2 separate regions of the Anas platyrhynchos genome follow, and region 2 is linked to region 1. The links are chromatin contacts, called in public Hi-C maps. All regions are on one chromosome and are shown on one strand. The core of a region is the stretch at or near the end of the contact, and the rest is flanking DNA. Distances in the headings are between cores, read along the strand shown. Region 1 overlaps LOC110352457 (a long non-coding RNA gene). Region 2 has its middle 82 kb from the start of TRIB1.

Region 1 (6,186 bases), core at 3,044-5,543:
CACTCATCAGGTCATACTACTTGGGTGAAAAGGGGAAATAGAGAGAAATAAAATTCTCTGCCTAAATTTAGGCTTTTCCTTTTCACTTTTACCCTAAGCTGGTGCTATTTTCTCCAACAGCTGTCTAAATATCAGGGCTTTATACACACACACACACACAGATATATATAACAATATATTTATATATTTAGAGCTTTTATAAAATAGAAGCACTTGGAACAATACAGGTAGCTGCAAGTTTCCATGTGGCTTCTATGCTCTGGCTGAACAGAAGCTAACTGCAAAAGGATGCATTTTGTTCACTTGCCTTGTGTTTCAGTTAATGAGCCCTGGAAGAACAGCAGAAGAATCACAAGATTCTGAGTGTCTGGATGGTAACATAACAGATAGCTTTGATAAATCCAACTCAATAAACACAAATAAAAACAAACACAACTGTATCTAAATACAGCGATGGCCTCTAAATCAGATTTCAACACGCAGTGAAATGATCTCGCAATGACTGTGTAGTGATTGTTCATGCAGTGACTCTGGAAGAGGCAAATTGAATCACTGAAGAAAGAGTAGATTAAACAAAACATCATTATGATATTATGTTCAAATCCTATAATGTGTCTAGAGCTGTCTGTGTCTCTGGCAATCACAGCTTAAAAACAGACTGTGGAACTAGAAAGCACTCAAAGAAGCGTGACAGGGATGAGCAACAACATAGAATAGTTTCCATACAAGAAACAAGTAAATAGACAAAGGTGAACAGAATCATAGAAGGGAGAGTTCAGAGAGACTATCCACTGTTTTTCATAGCACAAGACCCAGGGGCACCAAATGTTTTTAAGCTGTGGGTTTGAAAATGAAGTTCTGCCTTTTCTCACCAACCTCTCCCTTCCCCCTACACACAGTTAAATGTTGAAGTATTGTTACAGGATTTTGTGGGCTAAGGATGAGCTGGACCCATGTTTGAAGGCTGGATCCATCAGTCCAGCAGGGAAGCAGGATGGACCTCAAGTTCAGGGATTCTCTATTATTCACTTAGGTCCATGGTTTAGTGGGTGATATTGGTAGTAGGGTGATTGTTGGACCACATGGTCTTGGAGCGCTTTTCCAAACCTAATGATTTGATGATTCATGGCTAGAAGCTGGGTGGAGGAAAATAGGAACTGTTCATGGAAGCAGTGGAAAGGACAGGTAGACAGAAGTTTGACTGAGAAAGATCTACAGCTCTGCAGATCTTCAAAATCTTCGATCATTCTCTGCCTTAGCACTGCTGAACACGAGAGAGTGTGACCTGTGACCGAAGTGATATTGAAGGAAGGTCTTTCTAGTGGCTTGAACAGATCTTTCACTCTTTTCCTGAAAATCCCAAGAAACTTACAAAGCAGATAGAGGTGGTTCTTATTTTAGCAGTTACCAATACAATAGAAGTGTGGTGTTGCTCAAAATGTTCTGTGTCAAAGATTCAAGTATTAACACAAGTATTAATTAAAAGCTATGAGATGTCAATTCTCCTCACCTGTCATCCAAATACCGTTATTTTCTTCTCAGTTGTCTTTAAATTTTGCTTAGTGACTTCTCTTCGCTTTTTGTCTGCCCCTTAGAAAGACCACCAGTTTGGATGTGAGGGTATCAAGAGCTGGCAGATACATTGTTCTTGTCAGTTCATTTCAGAGGAAATTCTCCTTCATCGTCAAAATACTTACCTCATTATCATTTGAATTCATCCTGTTTTTGCATTCAACCATGAATTCTTTGTATGCCATCTACTAAAAAGATTTTGAAACCTGCTGCTTTTCTCCCCTCAGAGGTGATCACACACTCCGATCACATTTCTTGCAGCAGTACTATGCAGTACACGTGATGAACCATGGACAGAAAACTCCACGAAGGGCAGCATCACTCCCTTCCTCTTGCCTCCACATCAGTTAATGTGTTCCCCTGACTGACACGTTTAGAAAGATGCACTATGGGGCTCGCAATATCCTTTTGGATAAAGGATAAGCAAATAGAGCTCTCCAAGCCTGTCAATAAAAGTATCACTCTTCAGCCTTTGAATAGATAACATATATAGTTCTCTACTATCTCTTCTCACTTAACATCCTTTTTAAAACCTGGGGAATTGAATTGTATATATGATTCCTGTAGTACCACAAAAGGTGCCAGAGGCAAAAATCTCTACTATAACACTAGTATTTTTACTAGACTACCACACCAAGACTTCATACCTGATTTCTTGCCCAGTACTCCCTTCTTCCTTCTCATTTTATTTTTCCAGAGTGCCTGTGATTGAGGAGACAGTCCCTGCTCAGTAAGTCTGACCCAAATATCCTTCTCCTAAACGACACAACTACTGTGAAAGCCAATTACTGCACAGTGGGTTCTTCAGATCTATATCTTCCCAAAATTCAATATAGGTGCTGGAAAGTATATCAGAAAATAGATTAATAATGGACAGTCTGAGTCTTGGTGTGCTTCCCTGGGATTTACGCTTAACCTCTGACTCAGTTAAAGGCTGTGGAGGGACCATACACAAAAGAGGTGCTTTAATTCCTTTCCCATGCAAATTAAATCCCAAATGGATATCCAGTATCTGCAGGCACCACAAATTACAACTCAGGGAGTCAGAGACAGAAGCCTCAGTGAAGTTCCTGGTGTCTGGGCATTGCAGCCTCCTAAGGGGGTCACTCAGGGGAAAATATGACGGAGGTGACTGGAAGCAGAAATAAGGGAGAGATGTTGCCCTTGAGAAAGCCTTCTATCCACATCCCAGCACTTTTATTAAAGAGCACCACTGCTGCAGAGAGAAAGAGAGGTTAAGCTGTTAGAGCAGAGAAAAGCTTCGTTACAGTTCCACACCCTCAGGCATGCGAAAACCAATCTGCACCTTCCAGAGTTAGGCCCATAAAGATGGGAGGAAAATACATGTGAAGCAGTGAGCTATTAGAAGACCAGATAAATAGTTCAAACAGAGTTATTTATTGGTGTGGTTGGATATATTCCTGCAGTATGGTTACATATCTCCTCCTTGCTATTATGTACCTGTGCAAGTGGTTAGTATTTTGGAAGCAAAAATCCCTGCATGGCTCTACAATAGAAGGTCAGGATGCTTTTCTTTCAGGGTCTCTGCTTAAAGGCTCTTTTACGCTACAGAGTCTGAAAAAGAGGAACAGCTGCCTTACTCTGCTTTGAAGATGCGTCTGGATCCATCACATAGAAGTGCCTTACTAATATATTTGACAAAGACTTGTGTTTGGAGGTTCATTAAAACCCCCAGTAAAAAAGAGTTTGGGATTGTGAAGACAAGGAAAATAATAATAATAATAATAATAATAATAATAATAATAATAATAATAATAATAATAATAATAATAGGAATAAGGCAAGGAGCCCAGAGCCTTATCTTTGCATAGACAATTAATGCATAACCTGAAAAACTCCTCAAAGACCAGAGTAGGCTGGGTCCTCATCCCCCTGCAGTTACTAACCACAAAAGAAAAGCAACAGAAAAATGTGTTGCAGAAACTGTCTATAAAGTCTGTTTCTTGTTCCCCTCTGGAAAGTCCTACAGACCGCAGTAAGGATGATAACAGTATTTGTCAAAATCAGAATAAGGAATGCGATCCCTCTCACTAAGCAAAAAGAGCGCTCAGCCTTCTGCATAGGGGAAATCCCTTTCCCCCTACAGAAAGGGATATTTCAAGGTGCTGCTTCCCACCCAACCCTAATAAAAGTGGAAACCTCCCCGACCTTTCCCAGATATCTCTGGAACTCAAAATGAATTAGAAACTCTACAGGAAAACCATAACAAAACAATATCACCATGCAGTATTTGCCTCTAAAGCACATATTAAGGAAGTATTTTCAAAGAATGCTATTGCTGCCTTGAAAAAGAATACCCCAAGCTGTTCCCAGCAATGCAGACAATCTCTTTACTCAGTCCCAGCCATTCCAGAACCTATTACAAGGATGTCCAGAGAGGTTAAAATGCTGAAGGACTACATCACCTGACGGTGCATGAGTACCTCCTTCTGTGCCTGGCTTTACTTCAGGCCTGGGGACCAGAGGTTGGAAAAGCATGGATTTTCTGTCTCACTGTTCACAGACATACCCAGTAAATGTTCACATTATAGCAGTGTTGGAAACTGCTGACAACACATTAAATAATAGTGGCCAAGTGCTTTAGGATCTTCTGTTACCACAGTAACTAAATATCTCCCAAGTTTTGAAACATCGGCCCAAGTTCCTCCCAACTATTCCATAATAGTTTATTTTTTCCTGGCAACGACCACATGGTGGTGGTGTATCACCGTGAGTTGTGTTCAGGCCTGACTCCCAGGAACTGAAGAGTTGGTTAAAGGAGCTGGATATTTACGGCACAGCACATTTACAAGGATGCTTGTAGAATGAACCCTTTAAACCCACTTTACCTTTGAAATTATACTTATTTCTTAGCTGCCTTGCTTGCAGGGCTGTGTGGTTTTCCAATCAGGAATCTCCCGGAGTATTTTGAACAACATAGGCATCACTCAGAAGTCCAAGTGCAGAAGTATTTGAAGTTACATGCCATTTATGTGTCAATCTGGTTCATCTCAACCTGTATTTTTTTATTTTTATTTTTTTAATTAATCCTGTGATACTCTATCCACTTCCCAGAAAAAGTGTTTCTGAGATCTCTATTAGAGTCAAGCAAGGTTGAATGGTCATTGTTCTGAATTTGTTCTTAAAACTCTTCTTCCACGAAGTTTTTCAGCCACCCTTCACCAAAGACAGGTGCTAAAAAGAATGTGTACTGCATTGTCATTGTGCTTTTCAGCCCATTCACAATATAGGCCTTAAATTAGCTGCTGTATGTCCTTGACTGAATGTAGACAGTGACAGCCTGATCTAATACTCAGTGAAGTCAATGGGAGCCTTTCAGTTTTCCCTCATTTGGCCCTGAATCAAGTTCAAAGTTGTCTGGTTCAGGAACCAGATCTTCTGTGTTTGTACAGAGATGATTATTCTCCAGTATGGATGTAGGTTACAAAAAATCCATTAGGACTTTTGGCACAAAAGAAACTATACGTAACAAAGACAGCATGTCTCAAACCAAGAGAGATTAGCTCCCGTTTAATTGGTTTGAAACAAGGGCACATCATCAACAGGGACAGGAGAACTGGTTTGGACTTAATGAGAAATGCATCATTTCCCACTCGCAAACTTTTACTGCAAACTCACCCTGAACTTTTTGAGTCAAAACTATTTTAATGACCCTTTTCTTTGCATTGTCATAGGCCTTTCTATCTTAATGTTTTGTCAGGGATCAGAGAAATTTATACCACCACTGCAAGAGGGCTCTTTTTGCCAAGGGAGTCAGTACATACAGGAAATATCAGATATGTCATTAAATATTGTATTCCTATATAATTTCTTGACCAAATGTACACAGGCTCTGACAGTTCAGATTGGCCACTCAACATTCTGACCAAAAAAATCCTTCTGTGCATTGCAAGTGTAGTGTGCTTGGCATCACAACCCTCTTTTGGTAAAGGCAAGTAACAGCATGCCTTCTTAAAATCTTTGGAACTTGAGAAAATATTAACCCACATCCACCTATTTCAAGCATTTATTAGATAATTTAGGTCCTTGTGAAGATGCTACTTACCCAGGAATAACTGAAAATCCCCAGATTTTTCTTTTTTTTCTTGCTGCTGAATATTCGTGGATCCACCCAAGTCCCCCTAATACAAAGGACTTGGATATCTACTTCCTTTTTCCTGACTTTGGGGCCAGCTCCACCAGTGTTTAAAAAAAAAAAAACAAAAAAACACAAAACTTATTGGATCAGCCCTCTCTGGAAGGCGAAGTCTGGAAGCCCTCCTCTTGAAGCTGGAGCTTAATGAGCTAGAGTTCTTACTGAGCTCTGGTATCTTCAGGTTTGTTCACCTGCTTTGAAGCAGGTCTTCAATCAGTCTTCCAATGCTTAGAGCAGATGCTGAACCTGGCCACTAGAACAGTTTGAGGAGGTCTTCCCTGTTAAAATTTTCTTATCCAAATTCTCTAAATAGTCAGGAAAAATAACGTTTGAAATATCTATAGATATTTCTGTGGCTATTTTCCCAAAAATACAAAGAGCAAGTGGGTTATTTGGTATGGTTAGAAAGGATGTATCACTCTGAAAACAAATAGTTGTGTGAATCAGATCTATTAAGG
Region 2 (6,374 bases), core at 1,575-4,074, 430 kb after region 1:
GGTGCTGAGAATGGGACATTACTGTTTCTAGACCAGCAGACCAGAAAAACTTCCAAGAGGCATTTCCTCTTCCCCAAGATTGGTGTTTTATGGTTTTCACTCTCACATCAGAAACCCCACCTTCACATCTACCTGAGGACTCAGAGCAGCTGAATTCCCCAAAGGAAGCCCAGTAGTCTTTTTTATCTGCTGGACCATTTAGAGATGATTTCCTTTTTTCTCTCCAAAGTTTGAATTTCTCTAGTTTCATGACACTGTATCTCATTGCCCACTGGATAAGAAGTTCTGACTTCTTGACTATTCCCCCTGCACGTACTGCATAGTTAGATTGAAAAGACATTTACCACAACTAAGCCTTGTTTTTCTCTTCATTGCAGCCTTCCCATGGAGTTATTCAAGGCTGGTGTTTGTTGGTTTTTTTTGTTTTGTTTCGTTTTGTTTTGTTGTTTTGTTTGTTTGTTGTTGCTCTTGTTTGTACTGCTGCAGCCACAAAACTGTAGGGGATGCTAATAAAGCCATAGCGTTGTATTTAAAGGCAGAGTTTTGCTCATCCTAGAAAATTCCTGTAGCTTCATATTGCGACCTTTTGCAAATCCTCTCCTCCATGCTGGTCTATTGAAATAGACGTATTTCCAAATGCATGGCATTTGAAAACCAAGAACTCTACATATGCTGTAATTATGCTTAGTTTGTCAAGGTCTGTGCTAGTCTTAGAAACGCTTGCAGTTGGCCTCACTCTGGCACATCCTATACAGCAACATCAATTTCTAAGGAATTAATGTACTAAATATATTTTCTTACTACTCTGCATAGGCACGTGAGTGAAAAATTCCCTAATGAACCATCCTAATACTTTCCCTGGGCTGTTCAGAGCAGAGCTTTTCCTCTGTGTGTGCAGTGCACCAGCCCGATGCATACAGAAAGGAGAATTGTAGTCCCACAGTGGGCACTGGCCAAAAAAAATGAGTCCTTGCAATTTTGCCAAGCTACACCAACAAGCCTTCTTCATTCTCTCACGAGCAATAGGACTAAAAGGATTTATCTGTTTACCAACTACAGGTATGAATTCCTTTTAAAAGCCTGGTTCTACTCTAGGGAAAAAGAAAAGTTAATTCTTTCCTTGCTTATCTTTTGCATAAGCCTTTGTGTTAATCTCCTCTTGCTATTTTTTATTTGTCGGGTCCCTTGAGGCAGTTTCTATATACATCTTGCACACTACTAAGCACATCACAGCTTAAACACAAAGGTTTCCCATTTACCAGTAATGTTGGTAATTCTTCTTATAAGTACCAGAAATATTGTGTCCTTTGACATTTCAGTGATGCATTAACCTGTTGTCTGGAATATAAATGTGAGTCGAGAACTGCTTTCGCAACAGAGTAGATTAAGATTTTCTTGGAGAAGTGGCTCAACATTTCTGTTTCCAGCTTTTCCACTGGACAGGCAGAACTGGCATCATTGCACATCTCTGAATGAGAAGAGTACTTCAGCGTGAACATCACCTTATAGAAATGATTGCAACAATGTCCAGTAAAAGTCCTGTAATGGCTTCTAATAGTTGACCTTAAGGTAACTGTTGCTTCTGCTAAGCAGGACACAGTGGAAGGACGTCTCATGCTGATCTGAACTGTACCAACCTCACTAAACAGACCCATTTAAACAGAAGACTGATAGTGTATTAGTTTAATTTTTATGAAGATTGTACATTTACAAGAAAGAAAAAAATATGGCTGTAAAGGTGCATGTTCAAATTTTTATTTTTTAAACCTATTTACAGAAAAGGCAAACGGGATTTTTGGACTGATTTCAGATCTCTGCTGTAGGACACATCCTGTGGATAAACCTTAGTCCTTCCACAGTAGAGCTCTACCTCAGATTACACGAACTACATCCTGGAGAAGGTTGTTGCTCTCCACTGATTATGTAGGCTCCTGTCCTAGAGACCCCTGAATCAGATGTGGATAGCTAGGCAGTATCTCCTCACTTGCCTCCCCAAAATCATTTCTTTATTTGAAAAAGAACAAAGAATGCAGATGTAGTTGTAGCTCTGATGTGGTATCTGCAGTCTGAATTAACTTTTCTCATTAAAATCTTTAATTTAAGCAAACAATAAACCAGGTCTTCCAACACATCATCATAAATTCTCTTCTGGAAAAGTTAAACTCTCCTCTGCTTGAATACTTCATTCCCCAAATAGTGAGCTTTATTAAAAAAGTGGTGAGTCAGGTTCACACTCTGACTTTAGCTATATGCTTTCTCTTAAATTAATGGGGAGCCATTCTCTGTAGTCACATGCTTTCAAAGTGCTCTTTCAATGATAGCGATATGTCTTGAGGGGGGTAGTTAATAGACCTGATGCGTTTGAAGAAGTTAATCAAAAAGGAGTACGTTACTTCTTTTTGCAGCAGGCGGCTCGGTAGCATCAGGTGCTCTGTAATCCCATATTGTCTGATGCATGTGAGGCATGTAACAGCAAAGCAATGCTAAGGGAGGTTCAGTTTTGCCCAAATCGCAATTCACCACTACCTTATAGGCACATTTCAAAAGCTTTCTGCATCTAGGTCTCAATTATAAATTAAATACGGTTATGGGAGGATGAAGGGGAGTTTGAAGCTTCCCATTTAAATAGCCTTTGCAGGTAAGATAATTCAGGCTCCCTTTTATACAGCGCAGCTGTATGTAATCTCCAGTCAATAAGCTGAGCAAACGGCATCTGCTCGCAATAAAGCAACCAGCAACAGCCACAGCAACTGATAAAGAAGCAGCAACATGTCCTAGCAGGGACTGCCCTTTTCCACAACCGCCTCCGGGGCCAGGCTTATGTAGGGGAGACCACACACACAGAAGGGAGGTACCGTGTTCCCTGTGGCTCCGGGGCTCCCACTCCTCCCAGCATCACCAGCTTGGCAACTGGCACCCGGGGAAACCAGCCCGGGGTGCAGGAGGTGGCAGCAAGCTCTGCTCTTGGAGGAGTCAGGCACGGGTGACAGCACTGGGCTGCTGCCTGCAGCACTGGGCGGATGACACCTCCCTGGGACCACAGCTTCTGCTCCTCCACGGCCCTTTCCCACCATGCACAAGACGCATTTCTTCAATTCAACCCCCTGGGCTTCTTTTCTGCCCCTTGTCAATGACCACTCCCCCTTTTCTCATTCTTTTATTCATTTTTTCTTATTTAATTTACTTATTACAGGACTCAGCAGACCTAAAGCTCCCTCACCATTATATGAAGAACAAAAAGCCAACCAGCCATGGCATTTGTCTCAGCTGGTTCCCATTCCTCTTCATGACCCCTCCAAGACAGGACTTTGCTGTCACACTGCCTTGGCACAGAAAGGTCACAGATATTTGCCATCAGCATCATACAGATGACAAAGATGCAACCTGACAATGCCTTTTCCATGTCTCCCACCTTTATGCATCTCTTTAAAAAAAAAAAAAAAAAAAAAAAAAAACTTTAGGTAACTGAACAGGTATACAGACAAATGTACAGAGATCTCATCCATGGGATGAAGTGCCAATAACCCTGGTGCTCTGCACCACCAAGCAGCTAAGCACACAAACCTACAGTGAGGCTGGTGTCTTCTTGTGCCAATTCAACATCAGGTGCTGACTCCACCATCACACTTTCTCAGCCACTTGTGCTTGCGGTTACGAGTGTTAATCAGCAGTAAGGATCCAGCCCAGTGCTTGGTTCCCAAGCAAAAGTCACAGCAAAGCTGGAGGAGGCAGCATCAGCCCCCCGGGAGTTTCAAAAACAGCGCCCTTCATTAACTTCTCAGCAGCTGCGGTTTTTAGAGGAGAAAAATCATCTCTTTCAACATCACGGTTGAAAAAAAAAATAGTGAAACACATCGACTTTGAAGTGGTGGGGAAGTACCATTACCCATTCACAGACAGCAGTCTGGCATTCATTACGTGCGATAGGGAGGCTGCGTGCGGCACTGCATGTAAGGACACAGTTCCTGCCGAGAGCAGGGAGGGCACACGCCATGCTCGCAGGCCACGCCAGGCACTTCTCACACGCTGCTGGTGGCACCTGTTGACCCCGCTCTGGGAGCATGGGACTCTTCCCTCTTGGGTCTTTCTTCTTCCTGGGGCACCTCGTTGGCTGGAAGTTCATTGCATGGGCTTGGGGATGGTCATCCAGCCTTGGCTTTCTCTGTTCAGCCTCTTAAGAGTAAACGTTTGTTCCCAACTCCTATCCAATTGAAAGGATGAAATCCTTGCTCTAGCTATGTTTTCTCTGTCCAAAATCCCTCTGATTTTTAATAGGAATAATGAATTTATCATTAATATCCCATATCTTGTCTCCCACTACTATTCCTCTGCTCACCTGTAGGTTTATTATAAATTCTGTTAACACAAGTAGGACTCCATGAAACGCAGATCTGGTTTTCACAAGTTAAGAGATGGGCCAACTTTAGCCAAAGAAATGCACCTAGATTTAGATTGTCTAAGAGATCCCAGTTCCTACTAATTGATGATAGCACATTGGTTGAGGAGACAATGAACAGAAACCCTGAAAGCAAAGGTTTCAGCTTTATCACTGCGTTTCCTGATTAGCCAGCGTAATTTATCCCCTTGGAGACTGCATCAGCATTGTTTGCACTGGATACGGTAGTTAGCCTGCTCCGTCTGTTGCCATCAAAGCCATTCATAAGGATACGGTAGGTAAAGAAATATCACAAATAAAAGAAAGAAGACTGTGATTTGAGCTTGACACCAGGGGCTACTCAGTCTTTTCTTGGCTCTGTGGAGTATTTGCTTCCCTGCTACATAAATGGCAGCAGGGACTCACTTTGCCCACAGAGCCCTGAACAGCCATAATCCTGCACAACTAGAGATCATTCAGTTCAAATAAAAATTTCCAAATCAGAGGACACATGCTATGGATATGGGAGAATATTCCATGTTGCATCCAGTGGCATTAGGGAGAGCAAAACCACCACTTTCCCACAGGGTTCCCCACTGGAGCAGAACCAGGGAGGAAAATTAACATGCTTCCTATCTTCCCTGAAACTGCACCCATCTAAAACCCATTCATTCCCCCTGTCATCCTCTGCCAGCCCCCACCGAGCCTCCCCACCTGCCTGCACAGAGATCTGAAGGCTGTGGGATCTCAGGGGATTATGGGGAAGCAATTACGAATGGATTTTGGATCCTGGATGAAAGAGCTTGACAACAACTGCACCAGCCTTTCTGAGGGAAACACCGAGAAGCAAGATCATAATCTCCCGGTCCTGTCCTGACAGCATGATCTTGCACAAGTCACTGCCATCCATGTGTGAAGGTTTCTCCTGTACCAAACAGAGCCTGATGGTGCTCATCCACCTACAGAAGTGTGGGGATGTGGTGTGGCTTTAATAGTGCTTACGTGGCACTCCAAGAACACAGGAGCCTTGTATGGCTAAATACCTCCAAGCCAAAGTCACCTCTGGCCAACTGAGTCCAGGAATGGATTTGCTCCATCATTCCCAAATATTGCTTTTTACCCAAGCAGCACTGATTTCAGCTCCTCCCAAGTTCTGAACTTGCTGGGTACTGATTCAAGGAGATAGGTGTTAAAACCACTCGGACCGTTTTCCATGAAAGTAGAAAGATGAAATATACACATTAAACAGCTACCAAGGCCCATGCAGGCAATGCTCCTGTTACACAACTGTTCATGTTAATTACTGTATTATCTGTTTTACATGTTCTAATTGTCTCCCTGTGGCATACTGGGGGGAAAAAAAAAATATGCAATTTTGTAAGAAAAACCCCACGAGTATTTTTTTTCCCCCTCTGGTTAAAATAGAATGTCAGCAGACTGTACTTTCTCTGCTTTTGGGGATTCAGGCAGAATTTGAGCTCCCCCTGCTGTTTGGAAAAAAAAAAAAAAAAAAAAAAAAAAAAAAAAAAAAAAAAAAAAGCTAAATGAATTGTTAATACAAGTTTCTCCGGCCCTGGGGATACCGCTACTCGATCTTTGGCTCAAACTGCTGCATGGAAAGAAATAAGTAGTTAGATTTCAACCAAATCCTGTTATTGCAGTCCCACCTTTAAATATGGAAACTATTATGTTCAGAAAGGGTGAAGATAGCTGGATGAACACAGATATTTACTGTCTGAGTCAGAAGAGGAGAACATTTATGAAAGCCCAAGAAGGTGTTGACCTTAAACCACACTCTAGTCTAAAGCCAGCCCTTTTATAGTAGGCAATATTCCCAGCTTCTCTCAAAGGACCAGAGCCGAGGCTGGAGCTGCCTGGCTCTGTGATGCTGAAATCACTACGTCCTTCATGCAAACATGAGTTTGTACACGGAAAGATATGCTTTATGGAGTGCAAATATTCTGAGCAGGGGTTGTGGAAAGAAAGCCTGGTCCCCTCC

Evidence for each region. Hi-C and Micro-C count contacts between places; a contact is called where the count stands out from the background.
Region 2: a Hi-C map of subcutaneous adipose tissue shows a contact between it and region 1, with 3 times the contacts expected there. The contact joins two enhancer-like sites. A contact is called at or near these places in 7 of 8 Hi-C or Micro-C datasets (F1 follicle, F5 follicle, liver and 3 more).

Annotation. Positions count from the first base shown.
Region 1 is chr2:10,699,683-10,705,868 of IASCAAS_PekinDuck_T2T, forward strand. All of the region lies in intron 1 of LOC110352457 (a long non-coding RNA gene), which reads right to left. Among named protein-coding and RNA genes, the nearest start is that of LRATD2, 68 kb to the right of the region's middle. Within about 2 kb of position 4,294, at least 1 of the 8 cell types and tissues checked has an H3K27ac peak or open chromatin away from gene starts, as enhancers often do.
Region 2 is chr2:11,128,622-11,134,995 of IASCAAS_PekinDuck_T2T, forward strand. No RefSeq gene overlaps it. Among named protein-coding and RNA genes, the nearest start is that of TRIB1, 82 kb to the right of the region's middle. Within about 2 kb of position 2,825, at least 2 of the 8 cell types and tissues checked have an H3K27ac peak or open chromatin away from gene starts, as enhancers often do.